4 separate regions of the Sus scrofa genome follow, and regions 1, 3 and 4 are each linked to region 2. A link is a contact called in public HiChIP or PLAC-seq data. All regions are on one chromosome and are shown on one strand. Each heading gives the region's core, a stretch centred on a gene start, on an enhancer-like site or on the middle of the called end of the contact. The rest is flanking DNA. Distances are from core to core; before and after follow the strand shown.

Region 1 (6,039 bases), core at 1,747-4,246, 170 kb after region 2:
GGAGACAGCGCCAGCCCTCTCCAGGTGACAGCCTTCGGGCAGACAGGACACTGGCTGCTGATCATGAAAGGTGCCCCCAGGCCAGGCACATGGTTATCTGTCCCATCCTCACAACCAGCTGCCAGGGAGGCAGGGGTCTTCTGGGGAGGAAGGGAGGAGGCAGAGAGCTGAGAGCAGTGCTGCCAGGTCGGCTCTGAGCCCATGCCCACACCCCCTGGACCCGGGCAGCGAGGTCAGGACAAGCCTGGCCCAGCCCGAACTCGGGGGAACAGCTGCCCTGGCGGTGGTCCCAACTCCCACCTGCCCCTGGTGGTGCAGCTGCCCCATAGCTCGTCAGCTTCCTGCAGGACCTTCCGAGGTGGGAGGTTGTCACTGGCTGCTCCCTCCTCTGCGGCCCCAGAGGTATCTTCATTGTCAGGGGGGTGGGACTAGGGGCAGCAGCGTTAGCTGTTTCCTTCCCTTCCAGTCCTGGCATAAGTCCTGCTTCCGATGCGCCAAGTGCGGTAAAGGCCTGGAGTCCACCACCCTGGCCGACAAGGATGGCGAGATTTACTGCAAAGGTGGGTGGTGTTGTTCCCAGGAGGTCTGATGGGCCCCAGGCCCAAGCAGTCACGCCCTTTAGCTGTCGACCAGTTCCGGGGCCTCCATCCGTTCCAGAGCATCGAGCAAGATCCTTTCGTGTGACAGCTGGGGAGACAGCCAGAGGGGGAAAGTGTTACCAGAGTTACGGGGGGGCAGATCTGGGCAGGATGGGTGGAGCCCAGGCTCCCCGCTCCCAGTTCTAAGCTCTGACACGTTGACGCTTCTCTTGGGACAGGGAGGTACTTGGCTCCACTCTGGGGCCAGGAAACTCCTCACTGCTGGGCTTGGTATTGGGGTGGGGGTGCTGGTGGGCTTGCTGCTCCAGAGGCCCTGCCTTGGGGGGAGCGGGGAGGAGCTGTGTGGGAGGGCCGGGGGTGTGGCGTTCTCACCTGCTCCTCTTTCTGCAGGATGCTACGCTAAAAACTTCGGGCCCAAGGGCTTTGGCTTTGGACAAGGGGCCGGGGCCCTGGTCCACTCTGAGTGAGCCCTACCTGCCCCGCTGCCCATGCCCACGCTTCTCATCACCATCCCCCGCCCGGCAGCCTCGCCACCTCCAGGATTCATCCCTTCAGCCCTGCACACATCACTAAGGACTTGAACTTGGGTGTCTGGCTTCCCTCGATCTGGGGGTCTGCTGGAGGCCCCACTCCTCGAAGGCACTCCCCCCTTGCCTGGGACCAGCAGGAGGCCTCAGGACTTTTGTCCCCCCAACACCCCCCCCCCCAGGAGAGTCCTCAGCCTCTTGGGCTGGGTGTCTGTCATCAGTGGGGCCCAGGAGGAGGGGAGCAGGGAGGGAGCAGGTCCCAGTGGGGGGTGGGCTGGGAGGACTGTGCTCCTCCATGGGGAGGGGGGCCTTCTGATATCAGGATGTGGTCTGGCCTTCCCAGGCGTCGAGCTCCCTGTTTGAGGGGGGCCTTGATGATGAAACAGCCCAGCGACACTGGTGTGAGGCCTGGGCCCTGAGCTAGCGGGCAGCTCCTGCTCGGCTGGGCGCAGGCCAGGCCCAGGCTCTGTCCTTAGCACGCCTGCTGGCCATCAGCAGTGGAGGGAGGCACATGCAGCCTTTGTCTGGACACCCCTGTCCCTGCCACCCCACTGTGCAGCAGGGACCCCTCTCTGGCCACCCCACCCCACCCACCCCTTCCAGGTCCCCCAGGTCAAGAGCAGCAGGAGGACAGGGAGGAGCCAGGCCCGGCCGCCCCAGGGGCTGGAAGGACCGCTGCCACCTGGCCTGGGGGCTGCAGCGTGGCCTGTACTCAAGCTGACCCCCCGCCCCGTCAATAAAGCTGTCAGAAGAGAAGCCCATGCTGTCCTGTTCTGTGGGGGCACTGCCACCCCCCGGCTGCAGCAGACTTGTCGGGAACAGCCCGTGAGAGGAGGTTTGGTGGAAAGAAAGTGACTGCTTCCCCCCTGGTGTCTGTTCCAGCCCAGCCCACTGCCCAGGGGGGCCTGATCCTGCTGCCCTGCCCTGTCGACTCCCACATCTGGGGTGGGAACTAGGGCTGGGAACTCGAGGGGCTCATCAAGCCCCCCCACACGTTGCCCAGCTTGGAAAACCCCAGAGTGAGAGGGAAATTCAGCCGAGGAACTTCTGTATCACATCCAGGAAGCTCACTTCTGCGGGGCGGGCGGTGGGGGGTGGACATGAAGTTTTACTTCTGAGTCCGGGGCTGGAACTCAAGTCCAAGGTCAGTGTCTGGTAGGGCCTGCTGCTTCTCCACGTGTCCTCATGGTAAGAGTGGGGAGAGGGTTTCCAGGGTGCTCCACCATCACAACCTGATCACCTCCCAGAGGTGTCACCTCCAGATGCCCGCACCCTGGGGGCATAGGTTTCAACATGTGAATCTGGGGGAACAGAAACATTCAGCCGGTGGCATTCGCCCCCCACACCCCAGTTCATGTCCTTTTCACATGCGAAATTCATTCACTCCATCCCAGCAGCCCAAGTCTTAGCTCTCCATCCAGCATCTACTTTAAGGGCTCAGGAGGTGTGAGCCACATCTGCCACAGGACAGACCCCAGGTCTGGCGCATCCTGAGGCAAACTCCTCTCCAGCTGTGAATCTGTGAAAACATACAAACAAACACGGTCTGTGCTTTTAAAATATGAAAGTAGGACCCACCTAGGCTAGACATTCCTGTCCCCGGAGGGAGAGGTGGGAAAGGAGTGACAGCTTGGAGGAAGCCCAGGACCAGGCAGATCCCCAGCCCACAGAGCTAGATTTGGATTCTGCACTTTCTGGACCCATGGGCGTGGCCTCGTGCCCCCGCACACCCACCACCACCCCCACGACCTGGCAGGTGCCGCCCCCACTCTACCAGCGCCACCTGGTGGCAGCTCCTAGTCAGAAGCCTGGGCGGAGGCGGCCCTTGTGCTCCCTGTGATGGGCGTGGAGTCCCTGGTGTGAGTCACCCTCTGGCCACCCCTTCATTGTCTTGGAGAACAGAAGAGGTGCTGCCTTAGCGGTTGACCTACACTCATCTTATCAGAGGTCACTCGACCGCACCTGAATTCTCTTTGCAGTGGGACAGGCTGGGACTTTTCCAGATCATTTCGTTCTGCTTCCGGTTGGCTCCACTGAGGCCACTTCCTCCTCCTCAAGTGTCACAGTCGGCAGCCAGGAGGAGCCAAGCTGCTCCTTCCACACTGCTCAGAGATCTCAGCTAAATACCTTTCACGAGACACCCCAGTCTGGACACACTCCAGCTCGTTCTTTGCTACTTTTTTTTTTGTTTGTTTTGTTTTTTTTTTTGCCTTTTCTAGGGCTGCACCCACGGCATATGGAGGTTCCCAGGCTAGGGGTCCAATTGGAGCTGTAGACACTGGCCTACACCAGAGCCAGAGCAACGCGGGATCCGAGCCGCATCTGCAGTACACCACAGCTCATGGCCATGCCAGATCCTTAACCCACTGAGCAAGGCCAGGGATCGAACCCTCAACCTCACGGTTCCTAGTTGGATTCGTTAACCACTGAGCCACAACGGGAACTCCCGTTCTTTGCTACTTAAAAAAAAAAAATCCTTTTAGGGCCATGTTTGCCACATATGGAAGGTCCCAGGCTACCAGTTGATTGGGAGCTACAGCTGCCTGCCGACACCACAGCCACAGCCACTGTAACTCCAGATCTGAGCTGCATCTGTGACTTACATTGCAGCTTGCAGCAACCCCGGATCCTTAACCCACTGAGTGAGGCCAGGGATCGAACCCACACCCTCACAGAGATAACATCAGACCTTAACCAATTGAGCCACAAGGGGGTGTTCCCATCTTAACAACCCGACTAGGATCCATGAGGACTCAGGTTTAATCCCTAGCCTTGCTCAGTGGGTTAAGGATCTGACATCGCTGTGGCTGTGGTGTAGGTCAGCAGCTACAGCTCTGATTGGACCCCTAGCCTGGGAACCTCCATATGCCGTAGGCACGGTCCTAAAAAAAAAAAAAGGCGAAACAAATTTTTTTAATTAAAAAATGGAGTTCTTGTCGTGGCTTAGCAGTTAACAAACCTGATTAGTATCTATGAGGACATAGTATCCATGAGAACAAGGGTTCGATCCCTGGCCTTGCTCAGTGGGTTAAGGATCCAGTGTTGCCGTGAGCTGTGGTGTAGGTCACAGACGTGGCTCGGATCCCGAGTTGCTGTGGCTGTGGGGTAGGCTGGCAGCTGTAGCTCCTATTGGACCCCTAGCCTGGGAACCTCCATGTGCAGCACGTGCAGCCCTAAAAAGACAAAAAAAAAAAAAAAAAAAACAAAAAAAAACACACAAAAAAAAATCCCCCCAAAAGACTGAGCCGCAACGGGAGCCCCTTTTGCTACTTTATAACGTGGGTCCCCTTGCCTCCTTTCCAATAATGTGGTCCTCATTTCCGCCCTCAGAATGGCCTTGGCTACACATATTTCTATAGTCTGCTCAGAATTTCTTCCTCCTTTTCCCCTAAGACAACCAGGCTTTCTCTCCAGCTCTTCTTCCTGAGCTCTTAGCAGAAGGGACTCTCCTTGAAAGGTCTGTTCACGACAACATGGGTTTTTCTAGCAGACATCTCAAAACTCCTCAGCCTCTGCCTATCCCCCAGTTCCAAAGCCACTTCCACATTTTTAGGTATTTGTTACAGCAACTCCCCCACTTCTTGGCACCAGAAAGTCTTGGCACCAGAAAGTCTTGGTCAGTTCTGGCTGCTACAACAAAATACCATTAAGTTGAGTGGCTTATAAACAACAGACATGGGGAATTCCTGTTGTGGCTCAGCAGAAACAAATCTGACTAGCATCCAGGAAGACGCAGGTTCGATCCCTGGCCTTGCTCATTGGGTTAAGGATCCAGCATTGCCAAGAGCTGTGGTGTAGGTTGCAGATGCGGCTCGGATCTGGTGTTGCTGTGGCTGTGGTGTAGGACAGTGGCTACAGCTCTGATCCCACCCCTCGCCTAGGGTGTGACCATAGAAAGACAAAAACAAAACAAAGCTAAAAACCAGACATGAATTTCTTATGGTTCTGGAGGCCAGAGTCCAAGATCAAGGTGCTGGTGGATTCTGTGTCTGGCGAGGGCCGGGCTCTAGGTTCACAGATGCAGTGTCCTCACATGTGTCTGCCCAAGGAGGTGAGTGAGCTCTCTGGCTTCTTTTCTTTTTTCTTTTTTGTCTTTTTGCCATTTCTTGAGCCGCTTCTGCGGCATGTGGAGGTTCCCGGGCTAGGGGTCTAATCAGAGCTGTAGTCACTGGCCTACACCAGAGCCACAGCAACATGGGATCCAAGCCACGTCTGCAACCTACACCACAGCTCACAGCAATCCCTGATCCTTAACCCACTGAGCAAGGCCAGGGATCGAACCCGCAACCTCATGGTTCCTAGTCGGATTCGTTGACCACTGAGCCACTACGGGAACTCCTCTGGCTTCTTTTCCAAGGACACTTGTCCCATTCCTGAGGATTCCTCCCTAAAGGCCTGATCACCTCCCAAAGGCTCCACCTCCTAAAACCCCTGGGGGTTAGGATTCCAATGGGTGTATTCTGGGGGACACAAAGGTTTAGTCTCTGCCAGGTCACCTCAGCCAACTCCATGGAAGGGGGAGCCTCTTGTAATCGAGCTTATCCGATGGTTGGCAGTGTCTTTCATCTGAAGGAGCCTGCCTGATGCTTGGGGGCTGGGCTTCTCTGCCCTCACTGTGAATTTACAAAACAATAAGTAGATGCTTTAATGGTAAGTCTGTGCATTGTGTCCTTAGGACCAGATCCAACCGTGGCCTTGATGGGGGGCCCCCCTCCCTGACTCTGGGAACCGGCCCTACATATACAGAAGTGCTGAAGAGCAGTAGGGAGGGGCAAGGTGACATCCAGGGCTTTGAGCTCCCGGCGGGCATGGATTCCATCATCTTGATAATGTCTCTACGTCCAGCCCAGGATGTGGCCAATTGGATGTTCTCCCAGAAGTTTGTGCACTGGGGAGGATGGAAGGATGGATGG
Region 2 (6,996 bases), core at 1,256-3,755:
AGATGATGGTTAGCACTAGGGAAGGAAACTGGTACACTGCAGGGGCACAGATTCTGTACTGTGACCCAGGTTTAAATCTTTTTCTACCTTTACTGGTCAGCAAGCCAGAAGAAAATCAGAAACCTCACTAAGCCTCCATCTCCTCATCTGTAAAATGGGGGCAAAAGCATTAACAGCTACTTGATCATACATAGAGTTGTAAGCACCACATGTGCAAGACCTAACACAGTGCCTGGTATACAGAAGGTGCTCAATAAATGGGAAGGGGCCAGTGAGAGCTGGGGGAGCCGCGGGAGTGTGAAGGGCCTTGATCATCTGTTTTGTTCAGGCCGTCTACCATCTCGTTTGTCAGTTCAGGGCTGGTTGCTTCCCTAACTGGATCGCAGTCAGCAGAGGGGCACAGAGCGCGAAGGTTAAGCTTTGGGAAATTGACTTTGTTTTTTTTGTCTTTTAGGGCCACACCCACAGCATATGGAGGTTCCCAGGCTAGGGGTCCAGTGGTAACTGTAGCTGCCAGCCTACGCCACTGCTACAACAAGGGATCCAAGCCATGTCTGCAACCTACATGCCAACTCACGGCAATGCGAGATCCTTTACCCACTGAGCAAGGCCAGGGATCAAACCCGCATCCTCATGGACACTAGTCGGGTTCGCTAACCCCTAAGCCACAAGGGGAACTCCAGCTTTGGGAACTTGATGAGATGTGCGGCAGGTATCCTAAGCCTAGTGCCAGCCAAGGCAGGGGCATCAGAAGAAGCAGCAGGACCTCGGCAGAGGACAGAGCAGCCTTGAGTGGACAGAGGAGAAGTCATGGGGAAATGGCCATTGGAGCCCCAAGCCTCAGGCCCTACTGGGCCAGGGCAGGGAGGCAGCTTAGTGCTGGACAGCCAGAGTCCAGGGGTCCGGGCCTCTAGAGCGAGGTGTCCTTTGTTCCCCAGGGCCACAGGGGCTGCAGAGGAGAAAGCAGAGTGGGGTCTACTTGGACAGGCCACTCAGAACCCCACAATCCCACCCAGCCCAAATCAACCATAGGGAGGGTCTCAGTGGCTGGGCCTGAATAAAGCCAGACGGAGCTGATTCTCGACATGGGATCTGGGGGCCAAGAAAGCTGGGCACGGGGGTGTGGGGGGGAGGCAACATGTGTTACGCAAAGCACTGGAACCTTAACTCTGCGAAGACATCCATTTTTAGTCACTCTAGGGGGTCAGATGGGTCTGGGACACTGCTTTTTCTATTCCTGTTTTTGTAAAGTTCCTTAAAGGGCCCCAAATCCTCCAAAACTGTCTCTACCAATGGTGAGAAAATGGTTTTTCTCCTCCAGCTTCTCCCCTTGGGCCATTCTGTCTGTCCCTTGTGTCACACCCTGTTCTGCTTACTGCAGCCCTGGGAGAGGATGGAGGTTCCCTGAAGGCGAGCCCCTGGTCCTGCGTGGTGGCCTGTGTCACACCCCCCTCCCCCGTATCGAAGTCTGCACAGTGCCAGGTGGGTACCTGGTGCTCAAGCCACAGGGGTGGGGCAGGCCCTTGCCTCGCCCACTGGTCCTGGCAGGCAGCCTGTTCAGCGTTCTGCCCTATAGGTACCACTCCAGCTCGCTGCCTGTCTTTATTCCCAGCTGCACCTCTAGACCCCTTTGAGTAGGCAAAGGACATTCTAGCCCAAACTTGGGTCCTGGATTCAGCCCTTCCACCTTGCAACTCTCTGGGGAGGACACTGTTGGGGTAGAGGGCATGATGCAGTGGCAGGGGGATTCCGTTTCCTCTCCCGCCCCAGCCCGCTAGCCCAGCCTCTCTCCTTGCTGGGGGAACCAGTCAGAGAAACAGAGGAAGCAGGGCTGGAGGTAAGGTTTCCAAAAAGGAACTGAATCTAGGCTCAGCCTGTGAGCTCCAGCGTGGCAGTAGCCTTACTGGACCACAGGCTCCTCCGGGATGGAGGCTGGGTTTGTCCAGCACGGCGCCTGTGCACAGCCGGCTGGGCTCTAAGCTCGCTGGATGCAGAAGCCACCCCGATTGGTCTGTGTGACTCCAGCATGTGACCCCTTCCCCCGGCCTCCCACGGCTCTTTCTCCGACTCAGGGGATGTGTACACATCCTGTCCACTCCTCCCAGGGCAGAAGGAAGGGCCGACTGATAGAAAGCACACTTTCATCAATAAATGAGCCATACAAACTAAGGGAGTCATTGTTCTGGCTACCAAAGTGTGGACCAGGAGTAATCTAAACCAAAGGCCAAGAGAGGAAGTGGCCCTGGGTCCAGAGTAAACAGAAAAACCAGCTTCAGGGCTCTGGGTTCCTCCCATAAGGGGAGAGAGAAGCCAGAGGCCAGAGGCGCTCCCTGCAAGCCAGTCAACCTCAAGCAAACGGCTTCTGGCCTCCGTCTTCCCACTCCGCCCCGGCCAAGCAGAAAGCAGAGTCTGCCTGAGGTCAGGCTGCCTTAACGTGGGAGGCTGGGGGCTGGGAGGCAGGGGAACAGGAGGCCAGGCTGCTGCTTCTGTTCTTGCCCGTGGGTGAGTCACTTTGGGCGTGGCCCTCACAGGAACCAAGCACTTGGTACCTTCTTGGCACGGGGCTGGTGGGTGAGCTGGTGCTGAGCCCTGTTCCAACGCCTTCCCTGGCTGGGGGAGGAGGACGTTCAAGATTTGATCTGCTGTGACCCTGAAATGGTGAGCCAGGCCGAGCCAGACCTCTGTCCCACTTGGATTCCCACTCAGGGCTGTGAAGGATGGAGAAATGAAGGCGAGGCGACGTGGGGGTGGAGGAGCCCCTGAGGCCTGATTTCAGCTCTGCTTCATAACCATCCCTCCCACCCCCCGCCACCTCCACAAGGAGAGGAGGGCTGAGAGGTGATGAGCTCTCTGTCACTGGAGGTATGCAACTTTAGTCTGGACTTCACTTGGCCACACACTTGGGCTATGAAAAGCCCTTTCCCCTTGCCCCTGTATCCCAACTTTGTTCTCATTTTCCAACCCCAGGAGGCGGGGAGGAACCGACTTCCAGTCCAGCTGGAGAGGCTGCCTGTCCCCCTCTCTCAGCCTTCCTGCTCTACGCCCCCCAGGATTTCTCAATCCTGGCGGTTTGCTCCCCTCCACCCCCAGGGTGTAGCCCAGCCTTCCGTCCCCCTTGGAGCTGACAGCATGAGCTCATCCGGGCAGCCCGAGGAGCCAGTGGGGAAACTTTGAGTCACGCAGAGCCTGCGGCCAGGATGCCGGTGTAGGAGAGGTGCCATGGGAGGGCTGAGCACCCCGCCCGGCGGCCAGAGCCCAGGTGCCTCGAGGAGCAGGTGGAGGGGCGTCCACGTGGCGTGGAATGCAGGCCACTGTGTGGCCACCGGCTGAAGGGGCAAGAACGACCCTGGGTGTCGGGAAGGGCACAGTAGAGGCTTCAGAAGCGGAAGAGGAAGGGAGGGAACAGCTCCTGGCGATGGTGAGGCAAAGCAGCGGGGAGGGCGTGGATGGGCACACCCTGAGCCCTGCGGTGGCTTCTGCTGCCCATCCCACTTCCAATGATGCTCCAACCTAATTACACAGAATCTAATTCTCAAGCAGAAGCAGACACCAGGCAAGGCCATGCTGCCCCTGCCGACGTGTGGATGTGGCGGGAGCCCCCACCCGGAGCTCTGCCTCCACGGTGAGTGTCTGTGCATGGCTGCCAACCTCGAATGCCTGGGCCAAGGTCATGGGCCCTGCTCTCCACAATGGAGGGAAAGGGGGCAGCTCGCTCTCACCTGTGAGTCACCTGGGACCCTCGCAGGCTGGACATGGTCTCTTCCAAGTTCTGTCGGAGATCCAGAACATTCTGCACTGTCCTCTTCCTCTGGGACTCTGGGTCTAGGGGGAGAAGAGGAGGAGCTGGATGAGGTAGGTGCAGGGCGACCGCATCCCCAGGAGGTGAGGGGCCGGGAGGTGCAGGGCGACCGCATCCCCAGGAGGTGAGGGGCCAAGAGGTGCAGGGCGACCACATCCCCAGGAGGTGAGGGGCGCATGCTAGCTTGGAGAAGACTCAACTAGAGCAGAAATGTACCCACCACCTCCCAGGCTGAAAACACCCCAAACCAAGGGCACGAGCAAGAAGGAAGGGCTCAGGAACTTTCTCCTCCCTCCACCAGTCCAGGCGGAAAACGGATGGGACAGGCTTTGGGCAGAAACCTCAGTCAGCCCTGCCCCAAGACTTGTCCTTGACCTTGGGACCCAGGTCGCGGAATGGAAGCAGATCCCCCAAAGCCTCCCTGAGAGGGAGCGTCGGGGACCCAGGGATGCTGGCAGAGGCGCCCAAGAGCTCTGCCCTCAGGCTCCTGTCTGGACCCTCTGCGGTTCTTGCCCAGAGCCCATGCACCCTCCCCACCCAGAAAGGTGCCCTCCAGGAGGTATTTTTTCCCCAAGACTAAGCTCAGCCCAGCTGCTCTGTCTTGTCAGCCAGGGCGGGAGGCAGTCAGGCCCAAGGCCCTTCCAGAACCTCTGAGGCACCTTTCCTGAGGACCAGCCCCATGCCCCGTCCAGCCTGCCCCTCCCTTCTGGGGTCTGGGTGGGAGGGGTCTCATTCTGGGAGCTCCAGGCAGCTGGCTGGTGGGGACAAAGACAAGCCTTCGTGTGTCACGCCTGTGGCCGCCCATGCCTATTTGTCCTGGCAAGGGTCACCTTGTGAGCTGCTTGGGGCTGTGCGGATGTCTTGGCATGGAACACAGGGTCAGAAAATGTACATTTATTTTTAAAGCTTGGTGCTATAACGTGCCTGTGTGAAAACACGGGACTCGGTGCCAAGAGGTGGGTTTCTGAGCCAGGGTGGTGCTTGCCACGGGATTGGCAGAGATGAGGAACAAGGCACGCACGACCCCAGGGACGGAGCAGTCCCAAAGAGCAGGGGACCAAGAGGGACTCAGGGACGAGCGTGACAACTCTCAGCAGGCAGCATCAAGTTGGACCCTCACAACACCTGGGGAGCTGTGTGCTGCCCCATTTCACAGATGAGAAAACAAAGCTTCAGAGAGGGTCACAGGCAGCGCAGGGCACGGCGAGTCCAGGAAGAAACCCCCACTCCTCTCCACACAACACAAGGCAGCACCACCCGCACCAAGCCGGCCACAGCACAGAGCAGGAGCCCCGTGAGCGCTTCAAGGACAGAGAGAGGCCTTTCCGCGGTGGTGCAATAGGGTGGGTGGCATCTGGGGCACTGGGACACAGGGTCAATCTCCGGCCTGGCACAGTGGGTTAAGGATCCAGCATTGCTGCAGCTGTGGCACAGGTTGCAATTGCAGCTTGGATCTGATCCCTGGCCCAGGAACTCCAAATGCTGCAGGGTAGCCGATAAAGAAAAGAAAAAAAAAAAAATGGGGAGATTCGACCACAATAAAAGTATATTAAAAAGGAGGAGGGAGTTCCCGTCTTGGCGCAGAGGTTAAGGAATCCAACTAGGAATCACAAGGTTGCGGGTTCAATCCCTGGCCTCGCTCCGTGGGTTGAGGATCCCACGTTGCTGTGAGCTGTGGTGTAGGTCGCAGACATGGCTCGGATCCTTCGTTGTTATGGCTGTGGTATAGGCCAGTGGCTGCAGCTCCGATTAGACCCCTAACCTGAGAACCTCCATATGCTGTGGGAGCGGCCCTGGAAAAGGCAAAAAGAAAAAAAGAAAAAAAAGAAAAAAAGAAAAAAAAAAAGGAGGGGGACTTGCCATCGTGGCTCAGCGGAAATGAATCTGACTGGCATGCATGAGGATGCAGGTTCGATCCCTGGCCTCGCTCAGTGGGTTAAGGATCCAGCGTTGCTGCGAGCTGTGGTATAGGTTGCAGATGCAGCTCAGATCCTGGTTGCTGTGGTTGTGGCACAGGCTGGCAGCTACAGCGCTCCGATTCAACCCTTAGCCTGGGAACCCTCATATGCTGCAGGTTTGGCCCTAAAAGGACATAAAACAAACAAGCAAAAGGAGTGAGTTCCCTTGTGGTACAGTGGGTTAAGGGCTGGCATGGTCACTGCAGTAGGTTGGATCCCCAGCCCAGGAACTTCCACATGCCATGGTGAGGCGCAAAAAAAAAAAAAAAAAAAAAAAAAAAGACATATAAAAGAGTGGATGGGTAAATGTTCCATTAAAAAGATGTTTCTTTTTCTCTGTTTAAGAGAAAAGTGTCTTAACTCACATGGTGGCCAGCCTAGGGAGGGTCGCTCTGTGTCCTCTAAGGCTCCAGGCCCTGGAGCGGGGTGGGGGGCGGGGGGGTGTTGGGAACCTGGCTCTTAGCGCTCCAGAAGTGTCGGGAAAAGACACACCCTCCTCACACCCTCCTGTACTGAGCCCTGAGTCCGGCCCCTCTCCCCATCTCTCTTCCCAGAGAGCCCCCCACAGCCAGTTATCCCCATGGCAGGAGAGGGGGCAGGATGACCCAGAGTCTCCTGGACTTGTCCCAGATCAGAGCCACAGAGCCCCTGGAAGTGACTCAGTTCAGCCGGGTCACCGGAGGGATGGGAGGCTGGGCAGGGGGGAGTGGTGGAGGCACAGAGACACATTAATGAAGAACATGTGGCATCAGGCTGCTGTCCCCAGTACACGTGGGCATGCAGAGGAGGCTGGCACAGAGTGGGACAGGGCCAGGGACAGAGCTGGGGCTAAAGCTGGGAAAGATCTGGGGACAGAGGGTGGGACAGACTGGGAAAGATCTGGAGACAGAGGGTGGGACAGATTGGGAAAGATCTGGGGACAGAGGGTGGGACAGACTGGGAACGATCTAGGGACAGAGGGAGAGACAGCTGGGGCAGAGCATGGCTCTGCTCTCTGCCCCAGGCTTGGATCATCTGCAGAGGCACCACCCCAGAGCTCCCTCTGTGCCCCAGCAGTGTCCTCTGGTGGCCATCTCGGGCATGCCACACTGGTCCCGAAGGCTCAGCTCAGGTGGGGCTAGGGGTGAGGGCTCCTAGGGAAGTCTGGCTGTGACCACATTCCCCGGTGGCAGACCCATCCTTGGGGGTGCAGCAGGAGCCCCCAGGACCAGAAGACATCCACCTCTTGGGGCTCTACCT
Region 3 (6,941 bases), core at 2,081-4,580, 150 kb after region 2:
AGTGGGTTGAGGATCCGGCGTTGCGGTGAGCTGTGGTGTGGATTGCAGATGTGGCTTGGATCCTGCGTTGCTGTGGCTCTGGCGTAGGCTGGTGGCTATGGCTCCAATTGGACCCCTAGCCTGGGAACCTCCATATACCGCGGGAGCGGCCCTAGAAAAGGCAAAAAGACAAAAAAAAAAAACAAACCCACCAACCTGTTTTTTCCCATGGGTTGAGAACTCTCAGATTTACTGACGCATTTCAACCCTCATACTTATTATCATCTAACTGGAGGTTGGTATCTTTTAACTATCTTCATCCAATTTCTCCCCTCCCCTCCCCACCTCCTCTGCTAACCACAAATCTGATCTCTTTTTCTACAAGTTTGAAGTATAATTGACCTACAACACAACTCACAAAGTTAGGTCCTGGTACACAACACAGGGATGTGATAACTGCATCACAAAATTCTCCCTGTGACGGGTCTAGGGGTCACGAATATATTTTATTTTCTTTATGTATTGTTGGGCCGCACCCGAGGCATGTGGAAGTTCCAGAGCCAGGGTTTGAACCTACGCCGAAGGTGTGACCATGCCAGATCCTTAACTCACTGAGCCACTAGGAAGCTCTGCCAAGAATGTGTCCCATGCTCGATGGCGGAGCTGGGGCTCACAGCGCAAGTTCAGCCCCTTCAGGGCGTCATGGCTCTGGGGATCCAAGGGCCTGGCTCTCCTGGGTTCATCTCAGCTGAGAAATGGCTATAACCGTCCCAGGGCCGGTGGGCAGCGTGTTCCTCTAAGCACGTTCCCTGTGCGCCCAGGCAGCTCCCCACAGAACCCCAGCCCTGCAGGTGCTCACTTTCTCTGTGCAAATTCCCTGACCCTGTGCTCCCCACCGGGGAGAGGAATGAAGCCCGCAAGGCGATTACAAAGCCTGGTTTGTCTGGGACGGTCCTGCTGCCTTAGTGTTGCACGAATACCATCACTGAGCCAGCCACTCTCAGCAGCCTTTTAGGCTGCGCGACGGGTCCCCAGCCACCGCATTTCAGAGCGAGGTGCTGGAGAGCCTCCCGGAGATTCCAGGGGTGACCTCGGTTTCCTGGACCTCCCTGAAGGCTGTTTCACAGCGCAGGCTGGCTGTCCTCACTGCAGAACTCCGTCGGCAGTCCCACCACCCAGACAGGACCAGCCCAGACCCAAGAAGGAGAGGCAGGAGTTTGCCCTTTTGTAAAGGTTTGGGCAAGACTCCAAAGCTCCCAGCTCAGGATCCGGTGAACTGACGGGAGGCAGGATGATCCTGTGAGCCCACCCTCTTTGGGCAGCGAGCCCCTGGCCTTTGACCTGACGAAGTCCTACAGTTTAATGTGCCTGTTTATCTACTGCTGGCTCAGCGCACGGAGGACCAGAACTTCCCCTGGTTTCTGCCCCTAGTTCTCACTTGGCTCAGAGGAGAACCGCCGAATCTGCAAGAAATCCTGGTCGGTCAGTGATCCCAATCTTGGAGGCCCTATTTGTTTGTTTTTGTCTTTTGGGGGCCACACCCATGACATATGGAGGTTCCCAGGCTAGGGGTCTCATCGGAGCTACGGCTGCTGGCCTACCCCACAGCCATAGCAACACCAGATCCGAGCTGCATCTGCGATCTACACCACAGCTCACGGCAACGCCGGATCCTCAACCCACTGAGCGAGGCCAGGGATCGAACCCATAACCTTATAGTTCCTAGTTGGATTCGCTTCTGCTGCGTCACGACGGGAACTCCTTGGAGGCCCTGTTTGCATGATGGGCCTGGCCCAAAGAAAGCTGTTTCTTAGGCCAGGAAGTCAGAAAAGCCCAGATAAACACCTCATTTTCTGGATTCTAAGATGCTTGATTTTATTCCTGGAGGAGAGATGATTCGGCCACCTGGGGCTGTAAATGAGGCCTGTGAGGGTCTGAGGCCTCGACACCTGTCCAGGCTGGAAGATGTGGCAGCTGCACCTGTGCGTGACCCGGAGGAAGGGCCACCAGCTGCCCAGCAGCCCTCCAAGACCTGCCCCCGGGGCCACAGCCATGGGCGAGAGGAGGCTTCCTTCTCAGAGACACTGGAGCCCATGAGGGCAAACAGCAGGGCACCCGGGGAGCAGGCACAGCACAGCGAAATGTGCGCCGAGGTCTGAGTGTGGTTTGCACCCCACTCGGTGTGCTCCCAGTGCAAAGGGTGCCATTCGACCTGGAAATGCAGTGAATGAGCTACGACACCGCGGACCCAAAGAAGTGCTTTGTCTCCCTAAGTTCTCAGTCTCTCTCAGGTCTCCGTGTTCCTCCGAACAGGACTTGGGGGAGCAGATGGCACCTTCTTTTATTTTTTTCTTTTCTTTTTTTTTTTTCCTCGTCTTTTTGCCATTTCTAGGGCCACTCCCGTGGCATATGGAGTTTCCCAGGCTAGGGGTCTCATTGGAGCTGTAGCCACTGGCCTACACCAGAGCCACAGCCACGCGGGATCTGAGCCACGTCTGCTACCCACACCACAGCTCACGGCAATGCCGGATCCTTAACCCACTGAGCAAGGCCAGGGATCGAACCTGCCACCTCATGGTTCCTAGTTGGATTTGTTAACCACTGAGCCACGAGGGGAACTCCGGCACCTTCCTTTAGAGCTGGGCTCGCTCTGCCCCCCACCAGGACCCCTCTGCCAGGGGGTGACTCCCTCTCCCTCCAGAGCCCCAGGTTTCTGGGCTGTTCTGCCCAGGACAGAGGTGGAGGTTCTATCCTGACCCAGGAACAGCTCTGCAGGGAGCGGGCGGCTCTGACCTCTGAGATGCCCGCTGCTGCAGGCACAGGAAGGGCTGGGAGCTGCTGAGGGCGGCACCCACTTTTCAGAGCTGCTGTTCTGGGGGAGGGGTGGGGCAGCCTCCTTTGGAGAGCAGGGGAGATTGGGGAAGCCCAGAAGGAAGAGCTGCTGGAGGAGGGCGTTACACTCACCGAGGGCCACTGCTGAGGGCGTAGAAGGCTTAGAAGATCTGCCCCGTCTCCCCCCAAAACACACCCCTTCCCTGTGGATTACAGCTCCTTCACAGATGCGGAGCCTGTGGGCGGGGGTGGGGGGTGATTTGGAATCTAGGCCAGGGCAACAGCTAGTACACGGAAGGGGCGGGATCCGAACTCAGGCCTCTCTTACCCTGGTGCTCAGATGTGTCCTTGCCACCCTGCCGCCAGAACAAGTGAGACCCCACCACCGTCCCCACCGCCATCCACGCCCGCCCCTTCTCTTGTGGCGCAGGTTTTATCAGAAGTCTTAGCTCTCAGACTTGTGTCTCCACCCTCTCGCATCCGGCCGCCAGGAAACCCTGAGAAGTTCCGGGCACGTGCGAGACGCGGCTTCCTCCGTGGCGGGGGCACAGGGGGTCCCCCGGGCGCAGCCGGGTCGCCCCGGGCCTGGGGACCCCGCTGGGGGGTTGGGGGGTTGCGCCAAGACCTTAGCGCCGATGCGGTGACATCAGCCCCGGTGTGGTGACATCGGCGCTGGTGTGGTGCAGTGTGCAAAGCCCACTGGTTGGCGTGGCCGGGACACGCCCCCCGGGAGCGGAACAAAACGGCGCGCGGGCCGGACGAGCCCAGCCCCGCTTCCAGAGCGCCGCCCGCTGTCGCTGCCGCTACCGAAAGCCCAGCCACCACCGCCGCCAGGTGAGTGCGCGGGGTCTCGCCGAGCCCCTCTGGGCCACCCCGCTGGGCTCCGCTGCAACCTCCGCCCCTACCCCCGAGCGCCCTGGCTCCTCTGCGCGCCCCGGCTCCGCGCGCGCTGGACGCCCCCGGCCTTCTTGTCCCGCCACCTCTCGGGAGGCTGCAGGGGAGGGTAGACGCGACACCGGGCGGCCGGGGCCCGCGCAGGCCGAGGAGTGGGGCCAAGTGGCCGCGCGGGTTTCTTTCCAGGAGGCGCGGGGCTCCTCCCCGCTCCGGGTTCCCCGGACACAAAGGGCCCCCACGTGCCCCTGTCCCGGGACGGCCCGGCGCCCCCCACCGCCTGCGGGTCCCGAGGCGGAACAATGGGCCATTCTGCGCGCACTGACGCTTGTTGTCCGGCGGGGGTGGGAGCCTCTTGCAGCCCCCGCCCTTCTGCCCTGGGGGAACGCGCCCGCGGGCAGGGTGGGGACCGTCGGGCCTCGGGGGCCCGCCCGTGGCAGCTGCGCCCTGCCCTGCGCAGCGCAGGTGCTGGTTTCACTCTTTTCAAAAGACTAGATGGAGTTGCCCCCCACCTCCCACTGCGCGCGCCCCATTCACTCCCGCCCCCGCCGGCTCGTCTAAAGGAGTGGGGACCATCGCAGAGCCTGAAGGGACCCACAGTGCTTGGTGGCCTCAGTCCCTGAAGTGGGGAACACACTTAGAGAAAGTTGCAGTCCATTGCCCCACCAGCAACCACGAGGCAGGCGTTTTATCTGCTCTCACAGGCCCCAGAGTGTTGTGCAAATTCTGCAAACAGTTGTGATCTAATCAAATCTGGGTCTAGGCAGGAGGCTGGGTGGCTCAGCTCCCCGGAGGCGGGGGCACCCCTGCCCCTGGGTGTGAGTGGATGGTTAGGCCCACCCAGCTGAGAGGGCGTCACCTGGGCTCCTACCCCCAGAGGTCCGTACACCCGGCTCTGGTGAACACGGCAACCCACTCGGTGAGAGGTTGTTGGAAGGGGAACTGATCCTGATCCTGAACCCGTGGCCTTAAACAGGTCGCCTCCCTCTCACGCTCAGTTCCTGTAGGGTTGGCACTGGGAGAGCCTTGCACAGACGTGGAACCCAGCGGGGACAGTGGCTCCCTTCTCCTTGGCCTCCCCCCAGCCCCCCACCCCATGCCTCCCCACTGCTCCCAGAAGCTCAGCAGGCTGGAGGTGCTGTCCTCTCAGGGCAGGCTGGAATTTCTTCCCTGAGGGATTTGGGGACCAGGTGCTGAGTGTTCACTGCTGCGCTCACCTCTGGCCTCCAGATGTTCATGGTGGGCTGAAGTGCTTGCGGGGGGTGGGGGGGGCGGGCCGGCAGGGTCACTTCTTGCGAGAGAGACTATCCTTGTGGCTGCTCTTGGTCTCCCAGGGAGTGACCTTGTGCCTCAGGGAGGAAATCCGGGGGGAGGGGGGACAGGCAGGCAGAGAAGGAAGTTTATCCCACAGAGGGTGTGTTGTGGGCGGGCAGCGCTGCCCGTAGAGGGTCCTGGGAGACACAAGGGAGAAACTGAAGGGTGGGCCCACCTCCTCTGCTTCTGGGTGGGAGCCAGCAGTGCCCCCCCGGGCTGGGCCCTGGCTGCAGGAGCACCTGCCTTCCAGCCTGGGTGTTTTCTCATGGCAAACATCTGCCCTTCAGGAGCTTGGGAGTCCTCCCTGGCCCCAGGGGCTGTGTGCTGGCACTTGGTGGGTGATCCGTACAAATTTGGTGAATGGACAGGATGGGGCTGGGCTCTGGGCTGAACTGCCATGCATGCCAGTGAATCTGGCAAGGGTTACTCGCTGGTTGCTCCCTGTGAGTGGGATTGAGGACCAGGTGGGGGAAAAGTGACACCCTTTCTATTTACCGTGGGTCTCCTGGTGGGAAGGCAAACTGGGGAGGCTTTCTTGAGAGGCTGCCAAAGTTGAAATATTTTTGTAAGCCGGCCTCTTATGAAAAGTTGACTTAAAGAAGACAGAGGGATCTTGCATTAAATATTTTGAGGCGCTCGAGAGAAGAAAGGTTGCCCTTTGCCACTACTCAGACCTGTTGGCAGATAAGGAAGGAGACAGAAAACTGGGCAGCGTTAGAGCCGCCCTTCCCCGGGAGAACAGTGGCAGGTGTCCGCACCAGCTGTGCCCCAGGGTCTGGCCTGCTTCCTTCTCATGTTATCTGTACGGGGTGGGGATGGGTACTCCCCATTTCACAGACAAAGAAACTGAGGCTCAGAGGTTTCAGCTGCCATTCAGACCCAGGCAAACACCTTCCAAAAGCCACACTCAGTTACCATGTTATCACGCTCCTCTGCGTTTCCTATTTCAGAGGCAACTTGCTAAGGAAATATCCGCCACTTATGAAAGCGCTTTACTGAGGCTTATAAACTACTTAAGATGGAATTCCCGTTGTGGCGCAGCGGAAACGAATCCGACTAGGATCCATGAGGTTGTGGGTTCGATCCCTGGCCTTGCTCGGTGGGTTAAGGACCTGGTGTGGCTGTGAGCTGTGGTGTCGGTTGCAGATTCTGCTCAGATCTGGCGTGGCTGTGAGCTGTGGCTGCAGCTCTCATTTGACCCCTCGCCTGGGAACCTCCATATACTGCGGGTGCGGCCCTAAAAGGACAAAAGACAAAAATAAGTAAATAAATAAACTACTTAAGGAAGATGTGGCTTTGCCAGTGGGAATGGGGATGGAGTCAGGTTAGACCCAACGACTTCTAGGTCTTTCTTCTGCTGCGTGGCCGGGGGTGGGGGTGGGGTCCCAGGGAAGAGGCTTTCACCACGTCTGACATGCGTCTGAATTTTGGTGTCAGGTTTGCAAGTAAAGGAAGTCTGAAAGAGAGCCCGCTTGAGGAAAAGACACACACACACACACACACACACACACACACACACACACACACACACACAGAGCAAGCTGTGGCTAGACGGGGGAGGTGCTGGAAGTCAGCAGGAGCAGCGTGGCTGGCGGCTTGCAGTTGTGAGGAGTTTCTGTGGCAACGATGGGGCTTCAGTACCCAGGAATTTGTCTGACGTCAGCCCTGGGTAATTCCCATGTATGGTAAAGAGCATGGATCCGGAGGCCTCTCCAGGGCTTCCCAGGGCCAGAAGGCAGCCTCTTGACTTGTATGACTTGTACAAAGGATCACTGCACCACTCCCGCCTGGCAGTAGCGCCCCCTCTCCAGCGAGGCCGCGCCCCCCCCCAGCCATCTCTGTAGGGGGTCCCTGTGGCCTGGAGCCTCCCTAGACGGCAGCTGCAAAGCGGTCTTTATAAGGTCTCCGTACTCATGGGTTTGGGT
Region 4 (6,665 bases), core at 1,112-3,611, 130 kb after region 2:
GGGAGGGGAAGCGATCCATCTGACTTTGACATTTTAGTTTTTCTAAAGGCCAATCCCTTTAAGAATTTCCAAACCTTAAAAGAAAAGGGAAGGGTCACTGATGGAAAATGAAAAGATGAAAAGAGAGACCAATTTAAAAAGACGGACAAGAGCTTTTGCTACCCGAGGCCAAAGCTGAGCTGCTATAAGGTTTGGGAAGGGAAGGAAAAAACAGCCTCTCTGTTTTCTGTTTCCACAGGCCAGGACTGCCCAAGGAGATCTGGGAAAAGCCTACATGCCTAAAGCTTGCCCAAATCAACCACATTAGGGACCAGGTTTTGAGGGGGGGCAGAAGGTTGGGGGCAGGGAGGGGCGGGGGGCAGATCAAACAACACCCAAAGAAAACCTAAACAAGAATAAAGGGGCACCAGATTGGATGGGAGGCCTCTGGGTGGTACCTAAGGTTTTTTTTTTTTCCAATTGTATTAATTCCACAAACATTTAGAATGTACCTGCTAAGCGCTGGCTGTTGCAGGTGGTAAAACAAGCCAGCTGGCAGGAAGGTGCTCACTCGGAGACACAAACACAAAGCGGAAGGTGAAATCTGCCCCGAGGGAGCTCAGATCCATTTCCTGAGTTCAGAGTAGGGGCTGTTCCTGCTGAACCTGGGAAACTCAGGAAGCAGCCCCTCGAGGCTGCAGTACAGACCAGAAAAGCCTTGCCCAGTCTTCCCTGACCTGGGAGGACAGACGTGAGAACCTATCTGCTCCCTGAGCATCCTGGGGGAGAGCCAAGCAGGCACAGAACCACAAGCTGATCAAAAACTCGCCTCCTGAACCACTGGGGAAAGTGCGGACCCCATAAAGCTCATCTCGCTCACCTGGGAGGAAATCCACAGCCACTGCGATTCCCTGTCTCATTGCTCAGTTTAATCCCAAAGACACACAAACCAAAATTCAAAGCAGGATTAAAAAACAAATCATAAGCAGGCTGGAGTCATCTGTGTCTTTGGCTGGAAGGGAGCCGGGATCTACAGGGTGGCAGCTCGGCCCACGTGGAGAGGAGTGGGTGGCGGGAGGTGGGGGGGTGTCTTTGTGCGAAGTTCCTCAACCCCTAGGACAAGTGACTGCAGGGGACACACGGGACACACGCAGGGGAACGAGACCGCACGCAAGATGCAAACCCAGGCAAACCCTAGGTTTCTGTAGCGCCAAGAGGCCGCAGGCTTCACTGCATTTGAACCAGCCAATGGGGTCCCAACCACTGAAACAGGAAGCCGGATAAACAGCACGTTATCCAGGGGGATCCGGCGCTTCCCAGAAGCCGGCGCCAGCTGCGCCCTGGGCTGTCCTAACAAAGTCCCATTGACTCGCCAGCTGATTTTCCTGTGTTGGGCTCAGGGACAAGGAACCCTCGCTGCCGGATGGACGTCACCTCTGCCCAGGGCCCCCACCGCCCACCGGTCAGCCTCTCCCACCCCGCCTACCCTCTCTGCCCCCTTCAGACCTGGCCGGTTCTTTATCCTCCGACCAGTTTCTATCAGCTCCGAGCATAGAAGGGACCAGAGGGCCCCAGCAAGGGGACCCCCAGGTGAGCTCCGAGCCCACCCGTTCTCTTCCCCTCTCTCCCTGTCCTCCGGGAAGCTTGCTCCAAGAGGGCGATTCTCAGCGCATCACCCCCGCCAGCGAGGGTTTCTAGACCTGCGAGCCAAGGTCACTTGCCCAGCTCTTCTCTCCTGGGATGGGAGGTGTGGGCAGGGACTCCTCGGCGTCTCTGATCATGGGGTCTCAACACACTTTCAACTGCACCGCAAGGGAAACCGAGGCTCGGAAAGGCTGGAGTTGAGTGGCCCCTGGTGAGTCAATTCCTGGGCTGCCCCACAGGGACATGAAGACACGCACCTTCCCGAGAAGCCGCTGGCACCCCGGTTGTTACTCCAGCGCCTCTCCGCGCCCAGCGCGCAGCCTCTCGGGGGCGCGAGCTCACCTCCCCTACCCGCGCCCCGGGAACTCGGTCCCGGCCCCGCAGGACCTGCCAGCCCCGCCCCGCGACCGCCCGGTCTCCGCGCAGGCAACTCACCGGCACGCCGGCACTCCCGGGCCCCGGCTCCTTGCATCCGGACCGCGGCGGCCGAGCCCTCGGCGCGAGGAGAAAGTTCTCGGGCTCCCGCGCCGGCTGGGCCCTCGCGGAGTCTCGGCGTCCGCGTCCGCGTCCAGCCGCGGGCTGGCACTAGGGCCGCCGGCGGCCCCGGCCCCGCGACGCGGAGGGAGGCGGCATCCCGAACAAAGTGCGTCCCGGCCGGGCGCGGGGCGGAGCCTGGTGACCCGCTGCCCCGGGCACACGCCGGCCGCCTCCCCGGGCCGGGGGGCGGAGGCTGCGCCGCTCGGCGCCCTCGCTCCCCCACCCCCCGCGCTGGGCCCGTTTAACCCGCAGAGGGGCGGAGGCGCCGGTCCCTTCCAGACTTTGTCGCTGGAACGCTATTCCCGTAACCCTTTCCTGCCTTCGCCTTCCGTCCCGCCTCCGCGGCCTCAGAAAGGAGGAGCTGGGTGGCGGGCAGGAAGCCTTCGCACAATCGAGCCTTTCCTTGGCCCCGGGCCGCCGCCGCCACTTCCAGGCCCGGCCGCCCCCACCCCCACCCAAGTCCTCGGCCGGCTGGGCAGTTCTTAGGAGAGGGGACAGATGGGTCGGCCAGCCCACCCCCCACACCCCGTCTGCCTGCCCCCTTCCTTCCTCTGTCCCCCTGTCTGAGCTGGGACACGGGTGCAGGGGAGAGGGGAGACCCCAGGAGAGCCAGGTAAACAGTAGGTGCTCAGTAATACAAGGCATGGGACTCCATTCCACCTCCTGCCCCTCCTCCTTCTGGGACCTCAGGGGTGGGGTGGGGAGAGGAGGTGACCAGACCTGCAGAATGGCTGGAAGGAGGGCTTCCGTCAGAACCTAGGGCACTGCCTGTGCAGTGCAGGCCCCCAGCCCTACATCCCAAGAGAGCACATCAGAGGTCAGACGGTGGACTCTGGGACACAGGGAATAGTGCCACCAAGGACCCTGGAGTCTGCGATCAGAGATGTTGCCGCCTCCCCCCCACCCTCAAACATTAGTTTCAGAAGAGCCAGCTCCCTGGGTCTTAGAACCCTTCACCAGGGACATCAACCAGTGGCCAGCAGCGGCACTCAAGAGTCCAGAGCCCTGCCACACCCATCGAGTCACTCAGGTCACAGTGGCTGTGGGTGGCCATAAGGGAACAACAAAGGGACACCAGATACTGGGCCAGAAGTGACACTGAGGAATCCCACCTTGTCAGGGAAAAGGGTTTTTAGATGGTTTTGTCTGTGAAAGAAATGAGTTGTCTCTGCGGAGTGGGGGTGGGGGCATCTCAGAGGAACCCGTGCATGTGATGAGCCCCTCACCCTGTGTGTAGCAGCTGGAAGTGCGGGCTCGAAGGCAGATTGCCTGGGTTCCTGGAGCTACGCTTCACCAGCCCTGGGAACTTGAACGGATTCTTGAACCTCTGAGTGCTTCAGTTTCTCCCTCTATGAAATGCAGTAATAATAGCTGCTGTCTCCCGCGACTGTCAGGAGGATTATTAAGTGTGACAGTATAGGTGACACACTCAGGACAGTGCCTGGAACTACTCTGTAACCATTTGTTGTTATCCTGATCCCTGAGCCCCGCACCCTGCATCCAGTTTGGCGTTCAGCGGTGCCCTAACTGGGACCTCTCCTGCTTTTCACAGGCTCCTGGGCCAGCAAAGGGGAGCCTGGTCCTTTAAGAAGAAGCACTGTCCTTTCTCGAGGCTCATGGGGGTGTGGGCTGGCTGGGCTCCTTGGCCCTCCTAAGCCAGGGAACTGAGGATTACACAGCAGGCTTGCCAGCCAGTATCAGGGCCTGAACTGTCTGCTGACCCTCGGGGAGGCTGGACTCAGGGCCCCACCCGCACCCATAATGTTGGGAAGATGCTGCTGCCTGGGTGCTGAATGGGGAAGAAGGCCAAAACCATGGCTTTCTGAGGGTTAAATCTAGTCCATCAGTATTCCCCCCCCTTTTATGAATGGCTGCTCATCCCTGTCCCCTGCCCCCAAATGTCCCAGTCACAGCCCTCCAACAGTGCGGGTGTCCAGATTAACACGCCAGCAGGTGGACGGGCCGGGGGTGGGGGGTGATGAACAGACCAGGTCTTGTCGTGGGGAAGGGCTGAGGCTGTGCTGGTGCCTGAGAGCAAAGGTGGAAATGGGGCGGCGGCGGGGCAAGGCCCCCGGGACCGCAGACGCAGCGCCGCCGTCTGGGCAGAAAGCAGGGTCCCGCCCAGCCCAGAAAGGCCGCTGCCAAGTGCCTGCCTTGTGAGTGGTTTTCCTCCCAACACAGTGATGACTCAGTTGCTCTGAATCAAGCAAATGGATTTTCCTTAAACATGAAAATCAATAAGAAGGAAAGTCAAGAAGGGCTTGGCTGCAGGGAGGTGATGCAGGAGGCGTGTGGGGGACCCTGGCTCCAACTTAGGTCCCCTCAAGGTGGCCTCCAGGCCTGCTGACCTCACTGAGACCCTTCAACCCATGCCCCCCTCGATCCCCAGCTTAAAGCCAGGCCTGCTCTGAGGAAAGAGATTGTTAACAAGAGGATTAATGTCAGTGTGACAAATGGGTTATAAAAAAATCAGCCCAGGAGCCTGATGTCACCACGAAGTCTCAGATCTGGCTTGAGGTGAGACGCCTAGGGAGCCCCTAAGGAGCCCCGAGCAAGCACAGCAGGTGGCATCTCCAGGCCTGGCCTGAGATCTTGGGGGCTCTGCCAGCTTGAGGTCTGAGGATCAGAGCTAATTTGTTTTACGTTTGGCCCGGGGTGGGTTTGAACATCAGAGCTCCCACACCCTATGCAGCCCGGGGACTGTCTGCCCCTGCCGGCTCCCCCGCAGGGTGGCCAGAGCAGCCCGTTTGGCCAGAGGGGAGCACAGGGCAAGACTTTATTTTCTCAGGCATTTAATAAACAGCATTGGGAAGCCTCTGGCTCCATCCACAGAAGCATAGTGGAAAAACACTGGGTGTCAGAGGATCTGAGTCCTCACTTTGGCTCGGCCCTTGCCGTGTGCTCATCGAAAGGCGGGGCGGGGGGACACCCAGGGGCTCCCCCCCCACCTACCAAGGCCTGGGAGAGCCCTCATGAGAGAACAGAAGAGAAGCTGGTTGACACAGCGCTGAGCAAATATCAAGAGAAAGGCCACTGGAAATAGAAGACACCTCCCCTCACCCCATCCCACCACGTGCACTCTGGTTCTGTGCTCCGTGCAAAACTCATTCTGAGTGATAGAAATCTGAATACTAACAACGCTCGGCCTTTCTAGCTTCCTCCCTTAGCCCGCAGGGCCTTCATGCCAGTGCTTTGGGTGGGGCATGGGCATGGCAGTCGGCCCCACCCGCTGGCTCAGGCCCCTGGAGAAGCAGTCCGTGGGGAAGGCTGGTGCAGTGCAGGGTGCTTTAGAGAAGTGAGGGAGCCACGGCCTTGTGGGGAAGGCACTGTTTCTCCCTTTCTCTCTGGTAGCAGGAAGTGAGATGTGCTGACAGCTAGTCACTGTGTTTGGCCAAAGCCAGCTTTTCCAGAGAGGTGCCTCTTTAAGGGGCCAACAGGGCAGGGATGGGGCTGCTGGGGAGACAGCCTCCCTCTTTCTCAGTAGGCTCTGGTGAGAGTCATCCCAAGAAAAGAGCCATCGTCCAGCCTCCAGAGCACTCGCTGGACACCAGCTGTAGTCTAAGCATTTCGTACGTCTCATGTTTATCTGTTGTATTTTACTTTATTTATTTTTTGGCTGCACCTGCTGCATGCAGAAGTTCCCGGGACAGGGATGGAACCCACAGGACAGCAGTGACCTACCCGAGTAGCTGCAGTGACACGGCAGATCCTTAACATGCTGAGCCACTGGGGCGCTCCTGTCTCTGTTTTATAGGTGATGAAGTTGAGGTCAGGGTCTTGCCTGCACCCTCCAGCCAGGCATCTGCATCAGGGAGTCTGGCTGCTGGGGGTCCGCAGAGGAAAGCAGGGCTTAGTGGTGGGGCGGGGCCGCAGCCAGGGTCTCTGTCATTTACCAGCTTCAGCACATTTATTTCTTTCCTCTGAACAGCTTTTGGGAGGTATAATCAACATACCCTGACAGTCACCCATTCTAAGTGTGCGTTTCCATGCTTCGTAGTAAAGCTACTGTGATGCAGCTGCCACCACAACCAAGTTCAGGACTATGTCTATTTCCCCACACATTTCTGGTAGAGTCTCTCTCTCTCTCTCTCTCCCTTTTTTTTTTTTTTTTTTTTTTTTTTTTTTGCCTTTTCCAGGGCTGCTCCTGTGGCACATGGAGGTTCCCAGGCTAGGGGTCTCATCGGAGCTGTCACCAATGGCCTACCCCAGAGCCACAGCAACACCAGATCCGAGCCGCACTGCGACCTACATCACAGCTCATGGCAATGCTGGATCCTTAACCCACTGAGCGAGGCCAGGGATCGAACCCACAACCTTGTGGTTCCTAGTCGGATTCATTAAACACTGAGCCACGACGGGAACTCCTCCTCATCATCTGTAAAATGGGAACAACAATGGCTGCCTCGTACGCCTGTCCCCAGCATTTAATGAGCATGTACTGGAAGTGACACATGGTAGGATCCGAGTTATTACCATTCAGGTCTCTTAGGGTCCCTTGAATGTGG

The links. HiChIP or PLAC-seq counts read pairs in DNA pulled down with a chosen protein or histone mark.
Region 1: a contact with region 2 is called in an H3K27ac HiChIP or PLAC-seq map of alveolar macrophages. The contact joins two enhancer-like sites. A contact is called at or near these places in 2 of 2 datasets of contacts at active chromatin or transcription factors (alveolar macrophages and skeletal muscle).
Region 3: a contact with region 2 is called in an H3K27ac HiChIP or PLAC-seq map of alveolar macrophages. The contact joins the promoter of CSRP1 here to the enhancer-like site in region 2. A contact is called at or near these places in 1 of 5 promoter capture datasets (skeletal muscle), 3 of 47 Hi-C or Micro-C datasets (embryonic fibroblasts, retroperitoneal adipose tissue and subcutaneous adipose tissue) and 2 of 2 datasets of contacts at active chromatin or transcription factors (alveolar macrophages and skeletal muscle).
Region 4: an H3K27ac HiChIP or PLAC-seq map of alveolar macrophages shows a contact between it and region 2. The contact joins the promoter of NAV1 here to the enhancer-like site in region 2. A contact is called at or near these places in 1 of 5 promoter capture datasets (liver), 5 of 47 Hi-C or Micro-C datasets (embryonic fibroblasts, fibroblasts, mesenteric adipose tissue and 2 more) and 2 of 2 datasets of contacts at active chromatin or transcription factors (alveolar macrophages and skeletal muscle).

Annotation. Positions count from the first base shown.
Region 1 is chr10:23,838,973-23,845,011 of Sscrofa11.1, reverse strand. CSRP1 (cysteine and glycine-rich protein 1) reads left to right here. Exons shown (of 6, transcript XM_003357676.4): 5 at 467-560; 6 at 990-1,882. The coding sequence ends at 1,066. Among named protein-coding and RNA genes, the nearest start is that of PHLDA3, 15 kb to the right of the region's middle. Within about 2 kb of position 2,996, at least 35 of the 83 cell types and tissues checked have an H3K27ac peak or open chromatin away from gene starts, as enhancers often do. A contact at or near this core is called in alveolar macrophages, where this site is marked.
Region 2 is chr10:24,011,125-24,018,120 of Sscrofa11.1, reverse strand. NAV1 (neuron navigator 1) reads right to left here. Exons shown (of 31, transcript XM_021064517.1): 5 at 3,720-3,822. Among named protein-coding and RNA genes, the nearest start is that of IPO9, 96 kb to the left of the region's middle. Within about 2 kb of position 2,505, at least 32 of the 83 cell types and tissues checked have an H3K27ac peak or open chromatin away from gene starts, as enhancers often do. A contact at or near this core is called in alveolar macrophages, embryonic fibroblasts, liver and 4 more, where this site is marked.
Region 3 is chr10:23,860,409-23,867,349 of Sscrofa11.1, reverse strand. CSRP1 (cysteine and glycine-rich protein 1) reads left to right here and starts at 3,330. Exons shown (of 6, transcript XM_003357676.4): 1 at 3,330-3,645.
Region 4 is chr10:23,881,417-23,888,081 of Sscrofa11.1, reverse strand. NAV1 (neuron navigator 1) reads right to left here and starts at 2,361. Exons shown (of 31, transcript XM_021064517.1): 1 at 2,059-2,361.